3 separate regions of the Mus musculus genome follow, and all the other regions are linked to region 2. Evidence: chromatin contacts called from public Hi-C data. All regions are on one chromosome and are shown on one strand. The core of a region is the stretch at or near the end of the contact, and the rest is flanking DNA. Distances in the headings are between cores, read along the strand shown.

Evidence for each region. Hi-C and Micro-C count contacts between places; a contact is called where the count stands out from the background.
Region 1: a Hi-C map of cerebellar granule neurons shows a contact between it and region 2, with 2.2 times the contacts expected there. The contact joins two enhancer-like sites. A contact is called at or near these places in 8 of 484 Hi-C or Micro-C datasets (bone marrow-derived macrophages, brain, cerebellar granule neurons and 3 more).
Region 3: a contact with region 2 is called in a Hi-C map of cerebellar granule neurons, with 2.3 times the contacts expected there. The contact joins two enhancer-like sites. A contact is called at or near these places in 3 of 484 Hi-C or Micro-C datasets (cerebellar granule neurons, cerebellum and cortical neurons), 3 of 115 datasets of contacts at active chromatin or transcription factors (bone marrow-derived macrophages and embryonic stem cells) and 1 of 9 other capture datasets (embryonic stem cells).

What each region holds. Positions count from the first base shown.
Region 1 is chr13:35,500,334-35,503,453 of GRCm38.p6, forward strand. No RefSeq gene overlaps it. Among named protein-coding and RNA genes, the nearest start is that of Cdyl, 160 kb to the right of the region's middle. Within about 2 kb of position 1,633, at least 84 of the 459 cell types and tissues checked have an H3K27ac peak or open chromatin away from gene starts, as enhancers often do. A contact at or near this core is called in cerebellar granule neurons and cerebellum, where this site is marked.
Region 2 is chr13:35,240,049-35,243,003 of GRCm38.p6, forward strand. No RefSeq gene overlaps it. Among named protein-coding and RNA genes, the nearest start is that of 1700019C18Rik, 29 kb to the left of the region's middle. Within about 2 kb of position 1,568, at least 6 of the 459 cell types and tissues checked have an H3K27ac peak or open chromatin away from gene starts, as enhancers often do. A contact at or near this core is called in cerebellar granule neurons and cerebellum, where this site is marked.
Region 3 is chr13:35,750,557-35,753,798 of GRCm38.p6, forward strand. All of the region lies in intron 3 of Cdyl (chromodomain protein, Y chromosome-like), which reads left to right. Among named protein-coding and RNA genes, the nearest start is that of Cdyl, 92 kb to the left of the region's middle. Within about 2 kb of position 1,680, at least 5 of the 459 cell types and tissues checked have an H3K27ac peak or open chromatin away from gene starts, as enhancers often do. A contact at or near this core is called in cerebellar granule neurons and cerebellum, where this site is marked.

The DNA.
Region 1 (3,120 bases), core at 383-2,882, 260 kb after region 2:
CCTTGAAAGCACAGCCCAGAGAAGACCGTACATAAGAGTAGTTCATTCCTGCCGTTCATATTTCTCACATAAGGAATTCAAAGTCCCGATTTGAAATGTGGGGGATGAGGACTGGAGAGATAGCTTGGCAGTTAGGAGTACTCACTGCATTTCAAAGGACCTGGGTTTGAGTCACAACAGCCACACTGCAGATCATAAGCTTCTGTAACTCTATTTCCAGGGGGATCTGATGCCGTCTTCTGGCCTCTGTGGGCATTTATTTGCACATGTAGTGCACAGAACCACAGGTGCCACACATACAATTTAAAAACAATGACTAAAAAAACTTTACAAAAACATGTTGTCAAAACACAGATATACCCCTATGCCTTACATACCTGCAAGAATAGTTTATTAATGAACACTGAATTCTTCCAGTTGCAATCACAGAAATTTCTCATGGAATAAACCCATCCCATAGTCCTATAAACCTACCCAATTACAGGCTGTCTTCTACCTTCCTAAATGGTGGATTGAGTTTCTACTCTGGTGGACATCTGTTTTAAACTATGCTTGGGCCCACTCTGGGATGTAAAACTGTCTTGTGCACAGTGATGGATCAACACCCACCCTCAGCATTTTCCCTCCCTCCAGGAGAGCAGCAGTCTGGTCCTCTAGTGGCTCTGCCTGCTAGGCTGTAGCGGGAACCGGCTTTCATGGCAGGCACTGTGATGTTTGCAGTGGTGAGGCTGGAGACCGTTTCCAGAAAAGACACAGGCTCTGGGAGTTTGCCGAGCACTGACTGGGAGCACAGTGTTTCTAGTCAGGGTATCTGGACTTTGATCTTGGGCCTGAGGGAGCCAGGCAGTGATGGGTTGAGAGAGGAGAGGATGGGGCCTGGGTCTCCCTGGGATACTTGCTTCTGGCCCAGATCCTTATATTTTAAAGTGTGTAGCACATTTGCCCCGTTTTAATGTTGGAGCCCCTAAGAGAGTACACTTAGGAATCAGCTCACACAAGCTCTGCAGAGATTATCAAACACCCAGAAATTTTGCAAGCCAGTTGTTAAATTAAGCCACTTCAAAATTGGCCACAATGGGATTATTTTTACTCCATGGAAATCAACAAAGACCACAACTCAGGGTTGGATTTTCTCTTTTTTTCCACAGGGCTCACATCCTGCTGCTGTCGTCTCACTGATTTCAGGAATATTTTACATCCCTCCCACATGCTTTCCAAAATTCTCACCAGAACCCTGGCCAGCTACTCCTATAATGTTCTTTGCAGCATTAGTCCGGGGTTCTGCTATCTTTCTAAGAGATGCTAGGTTTCTTGCCCTGGCCTTCTGTGGTTTCTCTCTGCTTAGAGTGCAAAATGAAAACAAAGCGCTCAGTGTCAGAGAAAGATCATTGAGACACACCTTCAGGGCATTCTCCAAGTCAGCAGTACCAGAGGGCTCCCAGCTTGATTTATTCTCAAGCCCTACATCAAGTGGTTCACAAAAATATCATGTAACCCGAAAACACAGAAAGAGAGCACTGTTCTCATTTCTCAAACCGTATGCAGGAAGCAGGCAGCTCTGACATCTTGCAGTGGTGGCCGAGGCCCTTCTGCCAGGCAGCCTCCAGCCCTTCTGCCAGGCAGCCCCCACTTGGAGCTTGTCCATCCCTGCTTTCTGGTGAGCATATCCTGACTTCACTCCAGATGGTGGGAGTCAGGCGAGTGGAACAAGACACGAGCTTCCGCCGGATGGTAAAAATGAATGACGCTAATAAATATGTCTTTGGCCACTTGGCTAGCCCACCTAGCATTCAGCCAAGACACCCTCCTAAGTTCCTAAGACCCCCCTGTAACAATTTCAGAAGTGTCCCACGACCCAGCACACACTATTCAGGTCAGACAAACAGCAGAATACTAAGAGAATTCCTTTCCTGCCGAATCAGGAACAGGCTAGACCTGTTGAGAATTCTTGTAAACTACCCATCTGTGAGTCATATTTGTATCACCCTGAGTGACTGGATTTGGGGTTAATTGCGAAGTTTGGCCAGCTGCCTCTGCAATTGGCTCAATTAGTTATGGAGGTTGGTAAAACAATGATCTGAGGTCACTGGCAGATTCAGACCAAGGGGCAGCAAAATTGAAAGTGGAGAAACCAGCCAAATTAAACCAAAGAAAAGGCCAGTTTGCAGCTATGTGGGAACGACGCCCAGCATGAAGCCAGGGAGAGCAATTAGTTAGAAATATATCGAGTTGTTGATAATTGAATATCTTAATTTGTAAATGCCAATTTTATATGATGTGGCCGGATAAAATGACCCTATTGATTTCCAAGGAAGTACCTATTGCACATTTCAAGATTGCCTGGGCTGCAGACAGGAGAAACACAGCCCAGCAGGAAAAAAAAAAAAAACAACAACATGTATGTGGTGTGTGTGTGTGTGTGTGTGTGTGTGTGTGTGTGTGGTGTCTCACATGTTTTCCCTGATTCTAACATGTTCTTCACAAACACAGTTCAGAGGAAGGAGCTCTGGCTGAAGGCTATGGTGACCTATACTTACACTGCAATTGACTTGCTATATGGCCTTAGTAAAGATGTTTCCCTGCTTTAAGTCTCGTTCTTTTCAACTGAGGTGACATCACAAACACTCTCATGATGCCAAAATGAGCTGATGAATTGCAATGTGGTGTTTTGAGGTGCTGAGTGCCTCGTAGATTATTCATAAAGGCTGTATTCATAATGGTTATCAGCCCCTATGGATATGTGGGGGTATATGCTCCCTGGGGAGAGAGTAAACTTTGAATGCAATTGTAACGGAGTGCCCCTGTGTTCTAGTGTCATTTCTGATGGTAAACAATGCCAACACAGTAACAAATTGCCAGAGAGTTTTTCATTAGTCATCAGAGTGTAAAAGATTTGATAAATAACGAGAAAATGTTGGCTCTTTTGAGGTGGGAAATCCATGTTATTGACAAGAGCAAATTACATTTCTTTGAAAAGGGTGGGGTCACGGGTTTTAGAGTATTTGCCTTGCTGCTGGGATAAATGAACAGCCGCCCCCCTCCCCCGGGAGCTCGTAAAAACTGTCCCCAGCCAGCCCCAGCCCAGCCCCCACCCTCACTTTGTTCAATCATTTGTGTGAC
Region 2 (2,955 bases), core at 318-2,817:
AAACCCTAATAATCATTTAGTATCTGAGCTAAAGGTCAAGTAAAAACTCACTCGTCTGATAACTAAGGTAAGGTGTATTGATTTGGCTACCAGTGTCTGGGTACTTTCTGGGACAGTGGGTAGGAGTTCAATATTTCCACAGTGCCCAATGGTAAAATGGACTAATAAGGTCTATCTCATCTATTTGCACTGCTGGGATTCTAAGATTTATGCACTGATGTGCCCAGAGACATGAACAGGAGTCATAGTCACACTAAGAGCATTCCAAGATGGTTCCTTTCATTCTGATGAGATCCAGTGTGTTCATAATGGTATGGCTGTAGACAGGGTAGCTTGCTTCCCTTCAGAGTACTGGACCCTGGCACCATTTTTGATATTTTTTGATGGAATTCATATGTGCCATCTCACTTGATCTTTATAGAGAAAATACCATTACACACAAGGAAACTGAGGCTAGAGAATATGTGAGGCATATACACACTCCAATTTTATTTTGCTTTTTTTCCCTCATAATAGAGGTGGGACCTGGGTCTTGTATTCTAGAGAAAGACTCTACTACTGATCTATACCCCAGTATCTTGTAGCTCTGGTTGACCTCAAAATTGGTAACTCTTTTGTCTCTGCAGGCCGAGTCCTGGTGATCATCACATGTGTCACCATACCATGCTTTAGATTACCATGCACTTGGTAGCACCCCTCCTTCAGTGCTGCAAACTCGGGTTTGATGACTCCAAATTCCCTTTTGTATCAAAGCTGACCCAGACTTGGGAGAACAGCTATGTGTGCATGTTTGCCTGTGTGGCATACCTTTGTTCTCATGTAGCCCTCTTCGATCTTCCAGTGAACTTTCTTCTGTGCACTTTTCTGTCTAGCTGAGGATGAAGCGGGGTTAGTATTGACCAATTCTGCCATCCAGAGAATGATGCTAAGCTTGGGTTGAACTAGTTCCCTCCGCTCTGTGGAGCTCATCCTGTTACCTCAAATATGAGAGAGCAATGTTAAGTGATGTTGAAATCACTCCACCAGGTAGCTAGAGAACCATGCGGGGAGCTGAGCAACACCACAGTGACTGAGGCTGGGTTGTGGCTTCATCGCAGAAAACATGAAATCAAGACTCTAATGAGGATCCCAGCTGTTGCTTTCTGAGTAAAATTTGGAAGAACAAAGTATTGAAGGAAGATTTGCCCTCTGAACTGCCCAAAAGAATAGTATTAAAAGCTAATATAACCAGAGGTAGACCCAGATTGGCTCTGTATAGAGACATGGTTCATCAGCATCTTCAGATAGCTTGGCTGAGCAGCTGCAAGGTCTCCCTTCAAGCCTGTGGTCTCCAAGAACTGTGTTTGATTGCCTCCATCAGATTCTACCACCCATAGCTTGGATCAGATCACTGTCTGCAGGTAGCTCAGCAGTGACTACAAAACGAAAAAGGTGCAGTGCCCTAGCAGCAGCCACCCACACTGTGGGCATACAACCCAGTAGGAACCTGGGATGGTCTGTCACTGAGACACAAAGCCCACAAGGGCTGTGAGGATGATGGAAATGAGGAAGCTATTTCCAGACTCCCAGTGGAAGTCCCTTACACAAAAGGAGACACAGATGGAGGAGACAGTTGTAGCAGATGGTGTCCTTCCAGGAGGGAGTAAGAAACAATCTGATGTCAGGGAGGAACGGGGGCTGGGCACCTTGTGATGACTCTGTGTCCTATTCTAGGCCACCTAGCAGGGAGCTGGAGAAGGAACTTACCTTGGAGAACTTGTAATTATCTGAGCTGCTGAAGACATGGTCATTTCTAAACATAGTAGAAAAAAAATCCTGCCTAGCCGCTGACTAGTTGCTGCTGAGAGTAGAGTCTGGGAGCTTCTCTCTGTCCTTACCAATTTTATCATAGCTAATTAGTACCCTGGAGGAGGTAAAGAAAGAAATGGAGCACTGAGCCTGGGTGCAGGAGTTGGAAGGCAGTTGGTCATACTGCTGTACAGACAGCAGGACCCAGGAAAGGGAATCATTAGGAACATACTCAGAACCACCATGGGCTGTTATGCAGGATGTTTACTGAATAATATTGGAGGCTCCACTTACTTCATAGTCTCTTTTTAAGAGGTGTGCTGTGGAAAATAAGGGAAATGATATATCAAACTTGGGATAAGAAGCTATATGCAGCTCTGTACATAAAGGTCGAGAGAGGATATTGGTTCTGTATTCCACAGGTAACTGACAGTGTATCACCTTGATCCTGCCATCTTGATGCCTTATTCAGGGTTATTTGAATACAGAGCTATGACACCAAGCACTGTTATAACTGGGAGTTAGGTAATTTGGGTGGGGTATGGCTCCCACCATTGTTCCCTTCAGTTCTTCATATCACAATGTCTAAGTCAAAATTCTACTACTGGGAAGAGACACCATGACCATGGCAACTCTTATAAAGGAAAACATTTAATTAGGGCTACCTTACAGTTAAGAGGTTTAGTGGATTCTCATCATGACAAGAAGCATGATGGAAGGTAGGCAAATATGCTGCTGGAGAGGTAGCTGAAAGTTCTGAGCTAAGATGCCAGATTGGCAGGCATTAGAAAGAGAGAATGACACACTGGGACTGGCTTGAGTTTCTGAAACTTCAAAGCTTCCATGTCCCCACATCCTCCCTTCACCCAGTGACACACTTCCTCCAATAAAGCCACACTTACTCTAACAAGACCACAGATCCTAATAGTGCCACTCCCTGTGGACCTATGAAGGCCATTTTCATTCAAACTATAACACGAGATAAATGAAGACCATTTTGCTCTAAGACCAACAAGAACACCTGGTTTACTCAACACCATCCTGAATGACAGAGGCACCCCTAGTACAACATTGGTCTGTAGACCTACCTGAGGTGGCAGCCGGCATGGACTCCTGCTCTGGTTGAACTCAGAAGGTTGTGAGTGGCCCATGGAAGATGGGGGTGAC
Region 3 (3,242 bases), core at 430-2,929, 510 kb after region 2:
CTACATTGTACGCTGTATGACACTTGTATTGCAGACATGCTTGGTATATGTTACACTGCTTTTTGTGAATTTGTGTCCTATCTGTTATTGACTTATCTTATTCTTGTGTCTTATCTTACTCTGTCTTCAAATGTTGTTTCTTCTTTATACCCATACCTATTCTTCTGCTTCCTTTGTTGAGAGTCTTGCTATGTAGCCCTATCTCTCTTTAGAGATAGGCGGGCATCCTCTTGCCCTCAGCCTTCTCAGTGCTGGTACACACTCTGCTTCTGCTCCCTTGGACTCCACTGTTGAGTCTTCTTGGTGTCTCGTTATTGATTGGCCTCTCATTTCCATCTCCTTGACTGTGCTTCATTTTTGAACTTCCCTCGTTGTTGCTGATGGTTTTCTTTTTTGTGTGATAACCTTGTATCCCCTTGACCCTAGCTTATAGTTCTTTTGAACCGAGTTTACTTTGGTAATTCCAGTTCAGTGGGCCACATAACTAACTGAATGTGGAGTATGGTGAAAACATTGGGAAGGGTAAAGGCGTCTGAATGTACAAGAATCAGAAGCAAATGCATAGTGAACTCTGGGGTTGCTGGCAGTGCAACCTGTGTTGCTCTGGGTGACCTCACTGGAGCTGCAGCCTGTTCTGAATATGTAACAGTTGCACGCTGCAGTAAATGCTGTTACCGCACACAGTTACACACTATTGCTGCCTGACACACCGTGGCTCAGATCTGAGACCTGTATGTCATGGATTGTTGTAGTGACATACAGTATTTGTATTATGCATACAGGTTTTCTGTTCTTTAAAAAGCATAATGGTTTAATTATGGAAAAGAAAGGCTTGATATGTTTCTGTCATCATTCTGTAGTGTACAAATATCAAATTAATATGTCCTTCGAGTGTAGATGTTAGAATATTTGATTTTAAAATTGTTCAGATTGTTAACTTTTGCTTGGGGTTAGTTCAGAACTTCTGAAATAGCTCGAGACAGTCTTCTTCTCTCAACTTGCACAGTGTACGTACGTGAAGTTAAACAATCGAAACGATCACTTAACTCTGACAGACACTGAGGATGCTCTGTCCTGCAGTATCAAATATTCAACCAAGGTATCATTCTTTATGTAATAAAATAGTGCTGAAATTTGCCCTCATCTTTAATAAATGGTAAAATTATATGTATACCAAGTAAGAGTTCTAAATTAAGGTTAACCGATTTTTCTATCCATTTTCTATACCTGTGTACCCAGAGTTAAGAATTTCTTGGATGAAAGGGTCATGAGTGGAGTAGTTTAAGGAAGCTGTGTACTAATTATTTAATCCACCCATTTAGTATTTTACAGTGTTTTCTGCTATTAACTATTCTGGCTGACTGTAGTTGTCCTCCTTCCTCCCCTGCTCCTCCAGGCTCTGGTGTTGCAGGAGTTTTCCCTCTGCTCTGACAGGTGCCTGGTGGAGGTAACTCATGGGAGGCCTTATTTGGGTGCATAGCGGAGAGTCGATTTGTCATGGTGTAGTGGAGGGAGTGAGGTAGCTGTCACCTTGTCACAGGCAAGACCTACAGAAGAATGGGCACTGGATGGTGCCCAGTTGGCACCTTTTTGTTCATCCAGAAACCCAGCATGAGGAGTAGTGCACCAGCATGTCGGGTCTTCCCTCCTCATCTAGCCGAATCTAGAAACTCTCTGGCAGATGGGCTCACAGGGTGTCTTCTTGTTGATTCTAGATCCTGCCAGTTTGGATCCGTATTAGCTGCCATGGGCGTTGGTCTATTTTTATGATGTACTCACGCTCTGAGATTGGAATTGGAGGTGTGCCTGTGGTTTTCCTTGCTTTCTGCAAGCCCAATAAAGCCTGAAGAATCACGCCGTATTAAAGATGTGCTTATTTATTTAGATCAGGGGTCCTCAGAACTCTCAGAACTGTCATTTTCTGTGGCTTCTGCATCAGAGGAAGGCGCCCCCCCCCCCCCCCCCCGATTTAGAACTTGTAGTTACCATGACTAGGTGGACGGTTTGAACCAACACTGTATTTACCTGATGATATCGAAACACAAAGTGTAAACTGGATGTTGTGGGTACTGTTTATGGAACTGCAGATATAGTTGCTCCTGCCTAAGTTGCTGCGTGAGCATGTCTTATCTAACTCTTCTTTAGCCGAGGCTGGCTTGCCAGAATTTGCCAGCCTCAGCCTCTATCTTCATCCAGCCTGCCTAGCATAGGTGAGTCCTTACTTTACCGCCCTTGAAACAAAGAACTTCTTCTTCCTTCAAAGTCTGGGTCCATTTTGTGTCACACCGTAGCTGCCCCTTTTTACCTTGTTTTGTCCTAGGAGTGTTGTATAAATTTTCTTCTGAATGGTTGGAGATATATATATGTGTGTGTGTGTGTGTGTGTGTGTGTGTGTGTATGTATGTATATATATATCTGGTTTTGGATATCTAAGTATGGTGTCTGGGTGACATGAATGTAGTAGACAGTTGTTACTGATATTACTAGTGATTGAAGTCTGAAATCGCAGTTTATATCCCATAGTGGTGCATTAGGGGTCTGGTTTGGCAACAGTCTTACCCGGCAGGTATTTTGAAGGTAAACTAGAACCTGAAGTTTGTGTAAATTAGTTGAGAGGAGGGAAGATTTCTCCTAGAAAGACTTTGCATTGCTGTTATTAAAATGAAATATGGGGCTGGAGATGGCTCAGCAGGTAAGGGCACTGCTTTTCCAAGGAACCAGGTTCAATTGCCAGCACCTCTATCAGGTGGCTCACAAATGCCTGTGACTCCACTTCCAGGCGATCTTTTGGCCTTTGTGAGTATCTGCATACATGTAGAACACATGCATACACGTAGGCACACATAAAACATTTAAAGAAAACCTTTAAAATGTATTTTATGTTTTCATTTTTGAACAAGATGTGTGGGAAGGCATGCTTTTTCCAATACAGTGTCAAGTAGCTGAAGTCAGCCGTAGTCTCTTGCAGAGTGCCTTCATCTGTGTATGATTTCCAATGTAATCGTTCCTGCTGAATTCAGTTTTCTAGATGATCCTTTCCCATCATTTGTTTGGAAAAGCCTAAAACTGTTGATTGCAGGCTATGAACATTTCTTTTTGTCAGTAATTTACTGTTAGAACTTCACTGCATCAAGTAGATGCACACTGGAGCCTTTTCTAATTTACCGTGGGACTAATCTCAAGAGAGAACTAGGGGACACCCCTCCTCCATTCTTTGTAAAAAAAATAGTGACATATCTCAT